2 separate regions of the Rattus norvegicus genome follow, and region 1 is linked to region 2. The links are chromatin contacts, called in public Hi-C maps. All regions are on one chromosome and are shown on one strand. The core of a region is the stretch at or near the end of the contact, and the rest is flanking DNA. Distances in the headings are between cores, read along the strand shown.

Evidence for each region. Hi-C and Micro-C count contacts between places; a contact is called where the count stands out from the background.
Region 1: a contact with region 2 is called in a Hi-C map of liver, with 3 times the contacts expected there. The contact joins two enhancer-like sites. A contact is called at or near these places in 4 of 12 Hi-C or Micro-C datasets (hepatocytes, kidney and liver).

The regions. Positions count from the first base shown.
Region 1 is chr9:91,000,443-91,005,917 of GRCr8, reverse strand. Irs1 (insulin receptor substrate 1) reads left to right here. Exons shown (of 2, transcript NM_012969.2): 2 at 3,737-4,781. Among named protein-coding and RNA genes, the nearest start is that of Irs1, 51 kb to the left of the region's middle. Within about 2 kb of position 2,832, at least 2 of the 93 cell types and tissues checked have an H3K27ac peak or open chromatin away from gene starts, as enhancers often do. A contact at or near this core is called in hepatocytes and liver, where this site is marked.
Region 2 is chr9:90,943,151-90,948,901 of GRCr8, reverse strand. No RefSeq gene overlaps it. Among named protein-coding and RNA genes, the nearest start is that of Irs1, 110 kb to the left of the region's middle. Within about 2 kb of position 2,416, at least 7 of the 93 cell types and tissues checked have an H3K27ac peak or open chromatin away from gene starts, as enhancers often do. A contact at or near this core is called in hepatocytes and liver, where this site is marked.

The DNA.
Region 1 (5,475 bases), core at 1,583-4,082, 57 kb before region 2:
TTTTTTTTTTTTTTTTTTTTATGTCATTACAGGAGGAAGGGTTACTTTTTAGCCACATTTCAGAACCGTAGTTTACTCTTGTTTCCTAAGACTCCAGACTAGTAATCCCAGTCAAACACTATGCTGCTCTTTGACTTCACTAACTGGCAACAAGTTTTAAAACATGTAAGCTAAAGATAGTAAATAAGCCAAGTTGGTTGCTAGAAAGGACCGGACTTTTCCATTGTACTTCTGTTTTAGCCTGTGTATTGTTTTTCAACTTTCAGGGTCAAAAAATGCTCAGTAGGTCAAAGTAACATAAAAGGGGGCAGAAGCTGTATTTGTTCTTCAGCTCTGGTAGGCATAGTTAAAGGGGGTCCAGTTCCCGAAGATGTCCTTTCTTTCTGCATGCTGTAATGTACGAACCCCTCCTACTCAAGTGCCACTGCTCAAGGGGTGACTCATTTGATAATGCTTTAGAAATGACATTTTTCCTTTTTCTGGCAGCAGGATCAGGTGGGTTTTACCTTACGAAAAGACACTCGCAGAAGAAGGGTGCGTTAGAGATCAATGCAGTGATGAAGGTTTTGGCGAAGTGTAATTTCCTGCTACTCAGTCTCAATGACAGGTGCATCACATTTCTGGGTTCAGAAGTTATTCCCTGGAGATGTAACTGGAGAGAATGCATGACAGAACATCACTGCTGGGTATTTGCACAGCGTCTTCTGCTAAGGAGATGCGTTTCACTTGTGCGTTCAGCCTATGTGTAGAACCAGTGAACTCTTATGTTTGGAGATTAGCGTGGCCACATTTGGTACCGGTGATTGGTATCTGCTGGCCGAGGCTGTGTGTATCAAGTACATTGTGTGTACATATGGCTGTGCCATCCTTGTTATTGCTTGTTATGGTATCTGCCATTGCATTTGCGTTGGTCTAAGATAGTTATTGAATTGAACATATGGGAGAACCTAGTGCGGTTATCTTTTTCTGTTGTTCTTCTTCAAACATATTCCTAAATTACGAAACTATGTGGACCTAGAGCTTTCCCCTTCTTCCTCTGCATTGGATGCCGCAGGCTCAGTCTGATTAGATTGAAAGAATGTAGTGATAAGGGATGTGGGAAGATGAACAGAATCCCGTAAATCCTCTGAGAGGTCCGTCTGTGGAGTCTGTAGTTTCCCTGATGCGCGGGGATGAACTAAGTCTTTGTAGCTTCCTTCAGTCTTGACGCTCTCTGGCTTTAGATAATAGGTAACTGGGAACCATCAGCACCTCTCATTCAGCCCCTTTATTCACCATATTTGGCTCTGAAAGCGTTTTGGCTGTTTCCAAAGATCAAGTGTGCCCTCCAAGAGCTAAGAGTGACTGCTATAGAGACCATGGGAAAGACTATGACTGAGCTTGGGAAGATAGTTTCAGAGAAATGGGAACTTGGGAAGGTGGTCCACAAACGCTGCATGCAAACTGCATGCTTGGAATGTGTTTGCTGCCTCCACTAGGGCCAGGGAGAAGGAGAGCTCTTACTGAGGGTTGTCTGTCAAAATAATCTGTGTCATTACCCAGTAGCTGGCCTCTATGTACAGTGAGGTTCACGCCATTGAACAAACAGATATGAACTTCACCCTTCCTCTGTAGCCTTCTGTCCCCTCCTCCCCACCTCACCTCCAGCTCTCCCTCTTTCGTAAGTTCCTGAGTTGGTGATACCAACAGGTGAGACCTGTGGCTGAGCTGGATGTCAGATAAAGATTTATATGAAACCCTTTTTAAAGTAGTACATTAAGACTTTGGAAGGAAAGTATTTGATGAAGGGGTATGGTTTTTGTTGTTGTTGTTTAAATTACAAGGGTTGCACCTAATGGGGGCAAAGCAATTTAAGCACACAGCAAGGTCAAATTTTTGCCTCCCCTCAAGGGTCCCCTAGTCTCTGCCCCGTACACCCATGCAGTTTGACATGTGTGATGATAACTCTGGGTACAGTTTGTTCCCAATCTAAGCTGTTTGTTCAGTCCTTCTGGAGGAGAGCCAGACATAAAATGGAAAACAAGCTGTATGCCCTTCATCCCCCTACCCCCTGGGCATGATATTTTTGAAAGTCATAGGTCCTTTAATAAGTGTAGCCCACCTGACTCGTTTTAGCACCAGAGCTTTAAAGCTCTGTCTGGGTGTCTCTTGGAATTCTGATAGGAGTTCAGGAAAACCTTGGAAGTAAATGATAAGCTTTGACTTATCTGAAATCCCTTATGTAAATGGTAAATTCGAATGGATCAAAGTTTCAATCAATCCCCTTCAAAGGGAGATAGAGACTAGGCTTGTTGGCACACACCTCCTATAGTCCCAGCACTGGAAAGGTTGAGGCAGGAGGATCGTGAGTTCAAAAACATCCTGGACCACATAACAAGACCCCTGTCTCAAACATAAAACTAAGGTGAGCGGAAAAACAAGTTGTGTTGGTCAGCATTTATGCCTGTGAGTTTTAGAAACCTCTGCCCTCCAGTATCTCACTCCCCTCGATCTTATCTTAAACCATTGCCTTTGTTATCCACGTAATTAGATAAAGACCTCCTGGGCTGCCCATTGAGTTTTCACCAGGTACCTACCCTAGATCTGTATATTTAATTCCGTCTGTCCCTTAAGGTCTTTGGCAGTGCTACAAAACTGCATCCTTTTTATCGCCTGCCCATTGCTGGTCTCTTACCGTCCTGTTCTGTCCTGTTCTATTGCGTCTTTAATAGCAAGTCCGTGGCATGCCCGCCCTTTGTTCGGTTCACATTTATGAATGTGCCTGCTATATGTGGCAAGCCTTGTACAAACACTGGGGCGACAATCCCTGTTTCCACATCCCCAGATTACCGCTTTTCTTCTGAACGCAGCCAAATGTGTCAGTGAGGTACTTACTTAATGTTCTCAGCTAAAAGCACTCTCCCCTCCTTTGCGCATCTAGAACTTTCCCCGCGCACCTGTTGTGAAATTCACCTGTTTGCTTCACAGCCTATCAATTTATGAATGAAACTTGCCTGCCTTTCGGGAACTGCTAGAAGGCAGACCAGCAGGATGCAACTTTGCTTACCCCATGGCATTGGATGTAGCCATTTACTCCTTCAGTATTTATGTTAATTGACTGCACTGCGGACTGCTTGGAACAGTTTATTGATATGTATAGATTAAGTTCTTGGTGCATGAAGAATAGGTGCTTCTGAGGGGACCATCTGATGTAAAACTTGAGAGCAGGAGATGTTTTCAGGGGTTCATAAAGGGTCCCCTTTCTAAAGGAGGAATACAGGTAATGCCTGTTGTGGCCAGCTTTGTTAAATTACAGAGAAGAAAGGCAATAGTGTCCCCTAAATAAATTTCTATGGCACCTTAATTAGAAGCTCCAGTGTAGGCTCTAACTGTTCCTTATGTTTTCTAATTTGTTAATTGAGAACCAGAACGCACATTTTTGCTTCAATCAAAACCCCAATGAATTTTGTGTTCGTTGGTTGCCAAAACTCTGAAGTTCATGGGTCATGTTGATATGTTTGCTGTTTTAGTATTGACGGAGTTTAGTTTTGTGATTGCTATAAACACTTGTATTTCGAAAGAAAAGTTAAATATAGTGGGTTGACTTTATGTAGGTACCATTTGTGCCTAGTAATATTAGTTGATCTCATTCAGCCTGTCTTCTGAAAGGGGCCAGCTCCCCACATTGTGACTGAATACACATTTCCAGATGCCTGTGGTGACGTTTCATTTTTATTTTTTTCCATTTCCTCCCCAGAATGAAGACCTAAATGACCTCAGCAATCCTCCTTTTTAACTCATGGGTACCCAGACTCGAACTCTTTCACGATTCACAACCAGGACCTCACGTCTTCCTCCTCAGTAGATGGTACGATGCATCCCTTACAGTTTGTTTACTTTGTACAATCCTCAGGAGTTCATTGACTGAACTGCACGTTCTTTATTGTGCCAAGCAACAAGAAAGCACTGTGACACCGGAACAATGAGTGTGCATAAACTTCATCTTGAACTTTAAGGACAGCTGGCCACGAAGAGCCAGTGTGCTCCCTGCCACGCCGAAAGAGGATGGGTTTACTCTCGTCAAATTTACAAGCATACGGTTCCTCTACTCTGAAACCGTGTTCCATGACACGCCGCTGTAAATTATTTCATATGGAACTGTTCGCGTTGGGTGGAGAGAGTATTAAATATTTAACATAGGTCTTGATTTATATATGTAATTTTTTAATGAAAATGTAACTTTCCTCACAGCACATTTTTTTTTTCTCTTGGAATGTGGAACTGAGGTATTCAATGTTTTGTTTTAAAGAGTGGGAAGAATACTTAAAACAAGGCTAAAAAGAGTAGACTAGGAGATGATCCTTGTTTTAAGATTCTAATTCAGAAAAATAATATAATATGAATCATAGTGCCATAGAAGGTTCTGGACTGTATAGTTGTACTTGCTGATGCTGTCTCTTGTAATATAAACTTGATGTCGAGCTGAGTTCCTTTTAAGAATTAAGCTTAGTTTTGTAATTTTTTTTTTTTCCAAACCGAAGGAGGATGTATTCTACTGGGGTGTTTTCAAGTGTCGGCTTAGAATTGGAAGTTGAATGGAAGCAAAGTTCAACAAAGAGAGGAAGCCACAGACTTCCATTGTAAATACTGTAGAGAGAGACATGAGCGATCCCTTCAAGTCAAAAATCTCTCTTTGGAATGAAGAATGTGGGTGTTTATAAATTCTGAAAATGTCTTTCTGTTCATAATAAACTAGACACTGTTGGTCCCTCCCCACCCCCACTTCTATAAGCCTTTCCCCCCACCCTCATCCTTTTATTTTTTTTCTGTGTACATATCACGTTTCATTTCATATATTGCCTTGAGAAGGCTCAAAAGACAAGTGCATTCTTGCTAACTGGAAATTAAAATTCCAGATTTTTTTTTTTTTTTTTTGAGTCATGACCAGGGCTCTGTGTTCTGTTCCCTAAGACACCTATCTCGTGTGTTCTGGGAACTTTCCGTGTTATTTGTGTTTGAAATGGATGCAATTGGCCCATTTGCCCTGGTGTTTGCTGGCCTTTTAGTGGTTAGCTAATTAAACACAGTTTACAGAGAACACATAAAAACTTAGTGACCTGCCATTGAAACATCTAGTTAGGAGTGAAAATGGTCATCCTTCCCTTGTTTGGAAGGTCTACGAGTCTTGGAACTTTTCACTTCATCAAATATCAATGGCAACGACTGCACCTGAAGACGTTTCCTCCTGAATTGTAAGTCGTCTTGCCATCAAAACTCCCTGACATGACAGTGGATCGATTCAGCGATCAGGCTACCTCTGAGTCCCTGGGAACTCAGTCCTGCTGCAGGGAGGAGCAACACTCTACTTCTGGGAAGGGTTGAGCCACCTGGGTGGGGCTACAAGGAAGGAGCAAGGGTTGGAAGGAAGGCACCGCAGTGCCCAGTTGCCCTGAACAACTGGTTGGGGACCCCTGACTCTATTCAACGAGATAAACA
Region 2 (5,751 bases), core at 1,167-3,666:
CTCTGTGGGTGCAGCAGAGGGGACTGACTCAGCATTCGTGGATTAAGGTTATCAGTATCCTCATTGAACAGCTCAGAGGAGGAAATGGGGTACATAGTTTATTATAAGGATGGATGTTGTCTGTTGGTCCAATCCACAGAATCCCATGGCTTGCTACAAAGCAACTCCCCACCTTTCCCTATCCCTTTCTTTCATCACTTCTTGTGCATGAACATGGAGACACGGGACCTTCACTGTTGTACACACCTATATTATAATCACATGGGGAAACACCCTAGAATGAACTAGAGGTTGTGTTTGACAACTGAGAGGCAAGTTGAGCCTGAGTGTTTTTGACATTATCCACTTACCATGTCAAACCATTCCTTATCAGGACTCCTAGATAGGCCAGTCACATACATCCTATGTTGTTTAAAACCCTTGGGTCAAGAAACCTAATGGATCCAAGACTCTATGTTAATTTTATTTTTCTCGCAGTGCTGGGGATCAAACCCAGGACCTCCTCATGCTAAGGAAATGTTTACAATTGATTTCATACAACCCGTTTATTAGTGTTCTTTTGTGTAATCAGGTTTTGAGTGGAGCAAAACAATCAGAGTAGAGAAAGGAGGAAAACAAAAGCATTTCTCAGATAAAGAATGGAAAGGGTAAGTGTCAGAGAAAGGTACTAAGAGTACCAGAATTATCCTTTTATTACTTCAAAGCATGCTCAACCAGGGATAAGAGCTCTGAAAACTACCTTGAAGCTTTCCAACAGACACTACACGGATGCAGAGATTTCTGGGTCTCTAGGCTAACATACAGTCCAGCCTCAAGTCTACGAGCTGATGACAAGAGGTAGCATTCACATTTATAAGCCACTTACGGCTTCCTGCTGTTAGCTACACCTCCCGCCATCAGAACTTTACAATAACTCTCTGCAGTCATCCATTGTCTTCATCCCATGAACGAAGCATGCATGGTCCGGGAAGATGAAATGGGATAGCTGAGTGCCCAGAGTTTGTGTTATCAAATACAAAGTTAACTGAGGAGCCCTGACTCTCAGGGCACCCCATCCATTGCTGCGGTGATTCTTACAGTCTCCACCTTTTCCTGCCCGGGGGGTACTTCCTCTGAATTCATCAATCACATTTCCTCATTGGCATTACTTCGGGAAGGCAGCCTCTGGCCCTTCCTTATCGGCCAAGGGTTTTAGATTTCTCTTACCGTGAAAAGGGCTTTGTTTCTTGGCTTCTGATTCACTTCCTTGTCCACTCCTATTTCTTCCTTACACACGAGGCTTCCTGTTGGTTTTGAGTTATGTGCACCCATCATTTACAACCGGAGTCAGTTTCTGCATTTGCTTCAAAGGGAACTGGAGGGGATGAATTCTTTACAATGGTGAATTTAATGAACCATTATGTCTCTAGCCATTCTCAAGAAATGAGAAGACCCACTAGTCCAGGCATCCTTAATCCCAAATAGCTCCATGAGCTGAGAATGAATAAGGTCTTTGTTTTAATTTTTTAAAATGATATATTTTTATATGTGAGCTTGCTTAGAGATATTTGTGAGTATATGTAATGTGCCTGTGTGTATATGGACATACACTGCTGTGTTGAGGCAGTATGTACATGTGAGTGCAGGTGCCCACTGAAGCCAGGATCTCTTGGAGTTGGTGTTACAAGGGTTGTGAGCCACCCAACATGGGTGCTGGGTTCCAAACTCGAATGCTCTCCTAACTGCAGAACACATTCTCAACTCCTGAGCCATCTCTCCAGCCCCACCCACCTTGTCTTTTGTAACTAGCTGGCAAGACAGTCTGTTTGAGTATTGATGAATATGTGGAACTCCAGAAAAGGAATATCAGAGTCAGCCTGTCTTTTTTTTTTAATTGAAGATGATAGTTGGAATCAAGAAATATGAAAATAAACAGGAAACCTGTATAATTGGGGGTGGTGGTGTAGCTGTGTAATTTCTCTAAGAGAACTGTGAGAGTTGTTGAGAAAAAATTAATAGTTAGATTAACTTAAAATTTTAATACATGGAAGGGATTGGAGAAGATTTAAAACGAGCTAACAGAGTAGCAGGGTTGCTAAGTGAGGAATGAATGGCGTCTGCAAAGGTTCAGCAGAGACGATTCGGCTGTCATGCTGTGCGTTTGTGTAGCAGAACCCGGTTAAGGGAGCAGGCACTTTGATATCACATCCTAAGTGCTGTTTAGCCATATCCACCCAAGGGAACGTTAGTACCTGGAGCAGAGCCATACATTGTGCAATCATTCTGAATTTGCATCCACGCAGGAAAGAGTTTTGATGTCTTTGTTTACCTTTTCCTTCTTTTGGACTTTGTGACACCCACCTCACTACCCTCGTGTGCATCTACGTACTGTAGCTCAACTGGGTAGGTTTCCAATTCCTCTGTCCAGTCCAAAAGTGAAACTTAGGGGAGGATTGGATAATATTAGCAAATCACTATTAGGGCAAAAGGACAAGCGCAAGCCGAGCTGCTGCCTCATGCTATTTACAACTTTCCTTCCTCAAGGCTTCTGGTCTCTGTGTGTTTGGCAATCCCGAGACAAACAGAGGTCAAAGATTATCCTTCCAGTTCCCATTTCAAAGAAAACCATAAGTGCAAAGCCACATACATACTCTGCTTAGTGGGCAGAATATAAGTGCATTTATAACTCTTACCTTGCTTTAATCCTTTCAGGAACCAGGGAAGGAAGGTAACATTATTGTAGTGGAGGAAAGGGGGAAAAAGATGCATGAAAGATAACAAATCAAAGTGTCACAGTTTGAGCAGAGTTTTGTCACTCTGTAAGGCATGTGGTTTTGTTACTCTTCCCAACACTTTCGAAAATTATTTATTTACTTTATGTGTACAGTGTGTGTTTCTCAGTGCGTGTAACCGAGCAGGAGAAGGTCTGGATTTTCAGTAAGGACAGGAAGTCCTCTTAACCTCTGAGCTCTAACACAGCATCCTTGAAAAGGTGAGACTTTTGAGAGGGCAGGGATGAGACTGGCTTCCTAAGATGCTCTCTAAATTGTCCTCTCTCAAGTGTGTGTGACATGCGTGTATAAATAGAAAGTGTCAGGTGTCTTCCTTGTTTTCAACCCCAATATCCTTTTTTGAGGCACAGTGTTTCACTGAATCTGAGGTTCACTGACTGGCGAGACTGACTGGCCAAGGAATGCTAGGGGTTTTCTATCTTTGCCTCCTCAGGCCTGGTGTTACAGATGCTCCTTGCGTTTGTGGGTGCCGGGATGGAAACTCAGATACTCATGCTTGTGTGGCAAGTGTTTTTACCAACCTTGGCGTCTCCCTAGCACCTCCCCAGCACCTCCCCTTGCTTCTGTAGTAACTGTAACTAAGCAACAAGCAGTTGAAGCCATCAGAAGAGACATTGGTTATTGTGTGTATGGAGTTCAAGAAACTCCAGCCAGGTTGTCAGTGACTTCAGTTTTTCTACGCGGTAGATGTTAACAGAGTCGTTTTGACAAGGGGAATTTTCCCTTTCCTCTGTAAGCAGAAGGATTTGGGCAGCTCTTACAATGAAATGGAAATCTGGAGAACAGGGTCAGAAAGAGATGGGGACCAGGCAGCTTTGCGATTCTCTGGAGGAAGAGATTAATTGTCTGTTCTAGCGACCTTCAATTTGGTCACCTCATTTAAAGGGTTTGGATGATTTCTACAGTGTTTGGAATTCTAAGATGCAGACAAGACTTCCGGCCCTCTTATGTAAGTCCCTGGGTGGATGGGACACGACGGTGATAAGATATCAATTCTGGGATCAGCTCGTTCAACATTTGACTATGAGTTAGTCTTGAGGGAGAGCCGATGGGTTTGAGTGTGTTAGAAAGAGATTCTCTAGCTGGCTTCGAGGAAGAAAATAGCCATACAGTAGAAAAACAGCACACCAGGGGACTGTGGACAGCTAGGAGCCGAGAGTCCTATTTGGCTGATGGACAGCAAGAAGACGGGATTTCAGTCCTTTATACATTGAGAACTCAGCCACCAACTGGTGGCCATGGAAGACGACCAGGGGCCTTTGCTGGTGCTCTTCTCTCTCCTCAGGAGCTCCACCAGACACTTAGCTGTTCATCTGTGATGGCTGAAACCAGAGAAGGCAGACACACTGGGCTGGGCTTGTTACAAGCCAGAGCTGCGAGATGATCAGTGAGTGGGTACTGTTTCAGCTGTTTGGTCCGTAGGAATTTTATTTTAAAGCAGTGATGGATAACTAATGCATCGTCTGGACGCCAAAGACGTTACAGTTCAGCTTTCAGTCCTAGCTACTCAGTTCTGCCCGTTCTCTATTTGATGCCTCTATCTGCAAGTGGACTAGGATCCACAGACTGTGTTTTCATTGCAGGTTACTGTTTCTTATGTTTGTAAGACAATGTGCAGAGCAGCGGGTTTCCTCGTGGCAGGCGCCTGCACTCTTACCCCTTCCTCACTCAGGTTTCCTTTCCTCTGAGTTTCCTGCACTTCAGCACGCGGGTCTCTCCACTTCTGCCCGACCTTCCTAGGTCTACACTAAAGCTGGCCTCTGCCTTTTCTGCCTTTGCTGTGCTGGAATCCGTCTCTCCTCATAGCTTTAAGGCTCCTCTGTCTTCAAATTTTCCCTGCGATGTCAGTTTCTTTTAGGAAGAAGTGTTTGCAGCTGCAAACTCACTTCTCTTCCCTTCTTTGTTCTACTTTTCTTTATAGTTCTTACTATGTTACCATTTCTCTCTATATAATATATTATATGATATATAATTTATATCATATAATATACATCCAATATTATATATAACTATATATTGTATATAATATATTAAAATATAAAGTTTCTGCCCACTGTTGGGGCAGGGTAAGTAGGAAATGTTTATCCCTCCCCCAGCAAGGGAACTTTGTGCTTACTCTATAACTTTGTCCTAGTTGGAGTTCATTGTTTATGTCATTTTCAGATGACCTCTGGTGACAGATAAGTATGACCTGTCAATGTAACAATTCCAACAGAAAACAAAAACCTAAGTTAAAATTTTAGGATATCTGGCGATAGACTTAGATGTGAACGTTTTTGTTCCAGAATGAAAAGGGGGTACTCAGAGACACTACCACTGACCTATGGTTGGGACAGGGCATCTGGCTACAACCTCCAGTCCCAGGGAAATGCACAGAGTTGACACTGAAACATTCTATCAGACCAGGGGCTTCTATCAGAGGGATCCTGGTTCCTAAAGTAGTGTTCTATATTACTGACTGAATAAGTTCGGCATGGATTAATTAATTTCTGACAGCTTTTGGGCGCTATATAATTTATGTAATATAATCAAGGATGCCATCCTATTCCCTATTTTCTAATACCCAGGTAAGGTAAGACTTAATTTGTTTACAGCTCATACCTTTGGCCACAGCAGGATAGCACAATTTTCTTTTCGGTGGAAGTTCTGGAGAGGAATTGTACATGTTATGACCTAGCCAATGGCCAACAGACAGTTAAGGTCAGAGCGTGATCCATATTTCAACGCTGCTTCCCCGCAATGGGACAGAGGCCACCTTCAAGTCCCAGGGTAACAAACCCAGAGTCTGTACAGAATGAGAAGGGAGAATGACATCAGAGTCCTAAGAGCCTCAGTGGCCCCAGCACCTCACAGAATGAGAAGACAACTAGGATTTCCAAAAGGATCAGCCCTGCTCGATTGCTCCAGTAGGATGCCTCAACTTTCCCCTACCAGCGCCATTGTCAAAGGACTCACAGGCCCAGTGAGGAGTCTCTGTTTT